Linked DNA regions of Gossypium hirsutum: region 1 is linked to region 2. A link is a contact called in public Hi-C data. All regions are on one chromosome and are shown on one strand. Each heading gives the region's core, a stretch centred on a gene start, on an enhancer-like site or on the middle of the called end of the contact. The rest is flanking DNA. Distances are from core to core; before and after follow the strand shown. Region 1 holds the start of LOC107951427. Region 2 holds the start of LOC107951434 (serine hydroxymethyltransferase 7).

What was found. A called contact is a pair of places that touch in the nucleus more often than the background predicts.
Region 1: a Hi-C map of leaf shows a contact between it and region 2, with 2.6 times the contacts expected there. The contact joins the promoter of LOC107951427 here to the promoter of LOC107951434 in region 2. A contact is called at or near these places in 8 of 34 Hi-C or Micro-C datasets (callus, leaf and petal).

What each region holds. Positions count from the first base shown.
Region 1 is chrA02:15,633,386-15,636,687 of Gossypium_hirsutum_v2.1, reverse strand. It overlaps LOC107951427, which reads left to right and starts at 1,492. Exons shown (of 12, transcript XM_016886478.2): 1 at 1,492-1,943; 2 at 2,054-2,141; 3 at 2,234-2,333; 4 at 2,430-2,503; 5 at 2,586-2,657; 6 at 2,787-2,864; 7 at 3,160-3,284. The coding sequence starts at 1,861.
Region 2 is chrA02:15,462,789-15,466,176 of Gossypium_hirsutum_v2.1, reverse strand. It overlaps LOC107951434 (serine hydroxymethyltransferase 7), which reads right to left and starts at 1,812. Exons shown (of 5, transcript XR_005907764.1): 1 at 621-1,812.

The DNA.
Region 1 (3,302 bases), core at 243-2,742, 170 kb before region 2:
ATTTTGCATCTTTTTCTTAAACTTACCAAATTATTTCAGATTGGTCCCAAATTGTTTCTAGGTTATTGTTAGGGCCTCGAGGACTCGATTTAGGGACGTTGTGCATGAGTATGAATGGTTTGTGGTGTGATTATTATATTGATTGATAAAATGTTTAAATGTTTTTTATTGTTTTGTAATACTCTGTAACCCTAATTCGACAATGGAGACGGTTCGGGGTGTTACATATACATTTCAGAATGTGCAAATTAATCATTTCGTTAAATTTATATATTAAATGATGACTTGGAACGTTAATTGCATGTTGAAAATTATCTTTTAATGGGTAAACTATAAAATGGTCACCCAACTATGCCTTTCATCCTATTTTGATCACTCAACTATTATTTTTCAATTTAGCCTTTAAACTTTTCAAATTAAATATTTTAGCCACTTTAAGTTGATGTGGGCTTTCTTTGTTGGTCTAGCAATAAAATTAGCCTTCTAATGTTCACATATTCTATTAATTTGATCCTAAATATAAAAAAAATTTAACAAATTTAGCCCTCAATGTTTACAAAAATTTTCATTTTAGTTCCAATTCTAAAAAAAATAATAAATTTGGCCTCAACATTTACAAAATCTATCAATCTAGTCTTATCTCTAAAAATGGAAATATATATATATTTTAAAAAATTATTTTTAGCCCTTTATAACCCATATACTAAACTACATAAGATATTAAAATAAGAAAAAATGTACCCTCTTCCAAGTCACTCGCATCAATTTCTTTTACTATAATTTAGGCTTCACACTGGACCAAATTAATTGATTTAGAACCTATATGGAATAATTGGTTGCATTACTACCCAGACAGATAACGTTTTTAATGCCTTCATTTTTTTTTGGATCTTAAATTTTTGTGTGTTTTATCCAATCTTTTTAGAGTTATTTTGCAAGTGACTCGAAAGAGGGTATTCTTTTTCTTATTTTAACATCTCACATAGTCGATGGGTTATAAAGGGCTAAAACTGATATTTTTTTAAAAATATTTTTAAATTTTTAGGGTTAGGACTAAATTGATAGATGTTTTATATTTTGAGGGCCAAATTCATTGGATTTTTTATAATTAAAACTAAAATGACAAATTTTGTAAACATTGAAGGCTAAATTTGTTAAATTTTTTATATTTAGCATCAAATTGATAGAATGTGCAAACATTAGAGGGCTAATTTTATTACTAGAGCAATAAAAAAAAGCTCACATGAGCTTAGAGTGGTTAAAATATTTAATTTCGAAAATTTTAGTGATTAAAATGAAAAAATTAATGATTGAGTGACCAAAATAGAATGAAAGGCATAGTTGGGTAACCATTTTTATAGTTTATCCATAAAGAATATAATTTTCAGCATGATTTAACGATGCATGTTGTTATTTAACAAATAAAATTTAATAGAGGGGCTTGTAAGTTTCGAAATATATAAGGGTTAATTTACCCATTTCTTCAGTACAGAGGCCGAAATGCAATCCTTCCCTAACTGCAGTGGCTTCCCTGGTATTTTACCAAAATAATATCATACTAATTTACATAAAACTCGGAGTCCGGATAACGAAGCTGTACAAAAACCAGGCACACAATGTCAAAACGGTGTCGTATTCAGTTGCAGTCTCCTACGTCGTGGTACATCTCCGGTGGTGACTGATTCATCATAGACGGTCAACTCCATCTCAGCTCAACCTCTGCAACGCTTTACCCTTCAAAACAACGAAAAAAGGGGCGGCGGTCTGGGGGAATCCCTATATTTTAATCCACACTAATATTCTCTTTATGGATTTCGATTTTCGATTCTTTTGACGAAGAAGACGAAGATTTATAATTATATGATGTCAAAGAAAGCCAGCAACTGCGCTATTTGCGACAATTCAAATCGCGCTTCTATTTGCGCCGTTTGCGTCAATTACAGGTACGTTAAAAAATCGTCGCTAAAAAAGTGAAATATTTTTATATTATAATATTTAAAATTTTAAGCTGTTAACTTGCTCTTTGATTTCCTCGATGAACTGTTCTTTGCAGATTAAATGAGTATAATTCTTTGTTAAAATCATTGAAAAACCATCGTGATTTGTTATATTCAAAATTAAACGAACTGATTGCCGCAAAGGTTTGATTTCTTTCACTTAGTTGGAAATTTATTTGTTTATTAATGCCTTTTTCTCTTTTCGAGATTGGTCTTGATTTGTTTTTATTATTTAGGGGAAAGCTGATGATCAACTGAATTGGAGAGTTCGTCAAAGCGAGAAGCTAACTAACTTGAAAGAGAAGCTTCGTCGAAGCAAGGAACAATTAGCTCAAGGTTTTGATGCTTACTCCTTAGTTCTTATTTCTGTTTTCTGGAAAAAAATTGTTTATATTTATTTATTAGGATCTGATAAACAGTTCTTTATTATAGGTAAGGTTAAGATTGAGAGAGTGTCTCATGAGTTAAAGGTTAAGTATGGAGTGCTTAAATCAGCTCGTGGCATGGTACTAACTTTGTTCGTTTTCGGTTTCTTCACGAGAATCGAAAGCTTTCTGAATGATAGTTATAGGTATTTTATCTTTGCAGTTGGAAAAGAATCGTGTGGAAAAGCTCGAAAAGTTCTATCCCAATCTTATTTGCACACAAAGCCTGGGGCATGTGAGGACTATTTGTCTTTTATGTTTATTTACTTATGAGGTTTTAGATTTATGTTTATGCTAGGTTCTTTGGTTTTTCTCGTCTATTACAATGTACAACTTTTGACTTATGACATTATCTGAGTTGCAGATGGCAATTACCTCAGAACGTCTTCACAAGCAATCGGTTGTCATAAAACAGATATGCAAATTGTTTCCCCAACGTCGTGTAAGTGCTTCTGTGCTAATTGATATGCTTTTTTTCACTATCAACATTATCTTTATGATATGTAAGTTATTGAGATTTAACCAAAAACAGAGGGTGATATTTGCAAGTCAAATATGCAGGTGATATTTTTGCTTTTGCAAGACTTAAAGACATAGCTAATGTGGTTAAAATGAGGATGCTTAGCCGAAAACTTATAGGCCTTATTTCCCCTTTCCTCCCTCTTATTCTAGGCCAAAGTCTCCTAGGTTAAATCATGTTGCTTTGACATAAGCTAAGTTTGGTTCTGTTTCCACAGGTACATTTAGATGAGGAGCGAAGAGATGGATCTAGTGGTCAGTATGATCTGATTTGCAGTGCACGCTTGCCAAGGGGGCTTGATCCACACTCTGTTCCCACAGAAGAGCTTGCTGCCTCGTTAGGGTATTGTTTTTGCCTTTT
Region 2 (3,388 bases), core at 563-3,062:
ATAAACCCAATGCATATGTGTTTACATTGACATATTACCAATTCTAATAAACTCAAAAGTTTTTAGGAACGGAAAAGAAAACAAAGAAAATTTTAGAAGATCCATAAAGTCAGATAGTTCACAGTTCATAATAGTATATGATAAATCAGTCCATCTCAAAAAATCTAATAGATAGGTTTACCCTTGGTTCAACATCAATAAGTTATGTTGTTTGGATATACAAATTCACAGGCTGACAGGATTTGGTTTCTGCCAAATAAGCTCAAGCTTTCTCCCCAGAATGCAAGTAATGTGCCTTTTCTTTCAGGTCTTTGTTAAATGTAAATCTGAGCATGTGTGGTTCTGTCTGCATGGGATCGAAGGTTGGGCTGTGTGAATCACAAGCATATTTGACAGGCAAACAGTAATACATTACTTGATGTTTACCAACAGCAATGCTGCTTGTAAGTTAACCCCAGTAGTATCTAAGTGATTAATACTTTTTCTAGACTAGTTAAGTAATTTACCTCAAGCCTATCCACCAAACAAATTGCAAGAAACCTTAACTCGTGGAAAAGAACCTTTGAACTACAATCAAAACATCAAACTAATAAGTAATTTAAACAAGAAAATTTTCAAACCTTGGCTGCCACAAGACCACTAATATGAGCCATATCACACATCAAAACAGCTCCACATCTATCTGCAATTTGCCTAAACCTTGCATAATCCCACTCCCTAGGATACGAACTCCCACCACAAATTAGAATCTTGGGCCGATAATCAAGCGCCTTTTCCTCAAGCTTATTATAATCAATAAACCCTGTTTGAGGATTCACCTTGTAAGGAAAACTCTCAAAGAATATCGACGCAGCAGAGACTTTCTTCCCACCCGGCATATACCATCCATGGCTCATATGCCCTCCAGAGGGCGAATCCAATCCCATCATCCGATCACCAGGTAATAAAAGTCCCGTATAAACGGCGAAATTTGCAGAAGTACACGAATAAGGCTGCACATTGACTCCCCATTTGTCGGAATCAAGATTAAAAGCTGCCATTGCACGATCTTGACATAGGCTTTCGATTTGATCAATAAAATGATTGCCCGTGTAGTACCTCGCTCCAGGCATTCCTTCGGAGTATTTGTTTGTTAAATGGCTTCCCAAAGCTTCCATCACAGCTCGGCACACAAAGTTTTCAGAAGCAATAAGCTCAATTCCTAAGAATTGCCTCTGCTTTTCCTTGTTCATGATCTCACTCAATTCAGGATCGGCCTCTTGTAGCCGTTGGTTTCCCCACGACCTGACCGCGGCTCGTCTTTGGTCCAGACCGGGGTCGGGAGCAAACCGTTTACAAGGATTTGGAAGAGGTTTAGGATCCCTTTGTCTTTTCACACACATAGACTGCCCCCAAATCCTAATTTCTTCATCACTTTCGATGCGATTTTCACGGTGGCCGTCGTCTTTTTCCTCGAACAACTGTAACGGAACGGGTGAGACGGAGAAGCGAAAGGTGGTGTCCATTTGAAGCGAAATCGGATCATCCGCAATGGAGGATTTAGTAAAACCCAGGGACAAACCCGATTTAGTATGAAATAAATCCATTGAAACCCTAAAAGGGAAATTTTTGAAGTGTTTGGGGGAACTTTTCCCGAGGAGTTGAAATTCCTAATAACGGAAATAACGATGCTTCGCACAAACAGAGCTTCCCATAGAATATGTATAAATAAATTTTGCGTGTGTGTTTACAAATGAGTCCCTGAAACTGAAACCTTAGAAAAGGCAAGGAGGGGAGGTGGGTTACCGGAAGACAGGTGGTTGACGAAGATGTGGTTGAATGAAGGTAGATGAGATTTTGAAGAATGGAACGTTTTGTTGACCGGGGATAGCAAGTAGGGCATACCGGCTTGTTCCGGTAAGATTGCACGTGGACAAAATGGAAGATAGGTGGCGTACGAAGAATGGTTCACTTGGTTTGTAAACTCATGCAGATTGAATGACGGCTAGGTTCATTCTTTTTAAACAATCAGATAAAAAATTGATGTAATAATTCTGGTGATGGAAGGCTGCCATTGTTACCAAATAATTTTAGTTTTTAGAAAATCATGATAAAATTGTATTTTCTATCTTTCAAAATATTTTTTCATTTTTCTCTCCCTTAATCAATTTTACTTTTTTGTCTTTAAATATTAATACATTTTATATTTATTCAGTACAACTTGAACTAATAACTTAAAATTTTATTCAAATCAATTTACATTTATAAATGATTGGCGTATGCTAATTTGAGGCCTACTTATATTGTTTTTAAAATATTTATATTAACTTTAATTTAAATTTTAATAATTTTATATATTTTTCATTTATTAAAATTTTATATATAAGTAACTTAACATTTTTTAATGTTTACATCATGGTAACATATACTACTATAGGTTTAATTTTTTGTGTTATAAATTACAAGTGGCGGAGCCAATATATTAATCTTGGGGAAGGGGCAAGCTACAATTAGAAGTGTTATGTAATAGTCAATTTAAACATATAAAAAATTAATTCAAAAGTAATATTCCAACATGACAATCGATTTAAACATATAAAAATATATTCAAAAGAAGTAGTATTCCAACAATTAAGACGAAATAGCTATCATTTGACTTGGTTAACCAATTTTTATTATGTTTTCACAGGAATGCTCATTACTTCACAAGCTATCATTTGACATAAATTACATTTACTAATATTTTTATATTTATTTGTTTGAATTATAATAATTAATAGATATTATTTTAAATTAATAATCATTTAATTACTATTATAATTCTATTAAATAAAAAAAAACCATTATAAATAACATTCAATATTGTAACATTTTCAAATAGTAGCGTCCAAAAAATATGAATATTATTTAAAAGTTGAAAACAAGGGTTTTATAATTAGAGTAATAGACTAATTTTGGACAGAATCAATTTTAACTGCTGGTTGAACATATTTACAAATTACAAGACTGTAGAAAAAGAAGAGAGAAAAGAACAATTGATTTGAGCAAAAGAAACTAAAAAATTGAATAGATCTCAACTTCTTTCTTTTCGTATTAAAATAAATATCAATAAACAAAGAATTTATTTTTTAGTTTTGAATTTTAGTGTGTTGGGAATTATTTTTGGGGACTACCATGGAAAAGAAATTTATTTTCTGTCTAAGGGACAATTTGGGATGATTATAAGAAACTCTAATTTCATAATCCATTTGAGTTTTCTTTAAATTTTATTTTAAAAAAACATATAATTTCGTCAATTTGAGTTTCCTTCTGATAATTATATTTTTTTTCCTTCCTAAAAGATTGAAGTTGCTTTCTATTTTTTTTTTTATGAGTTCATCTTTTTCACCATTTTCTTTGCTTTTATTAT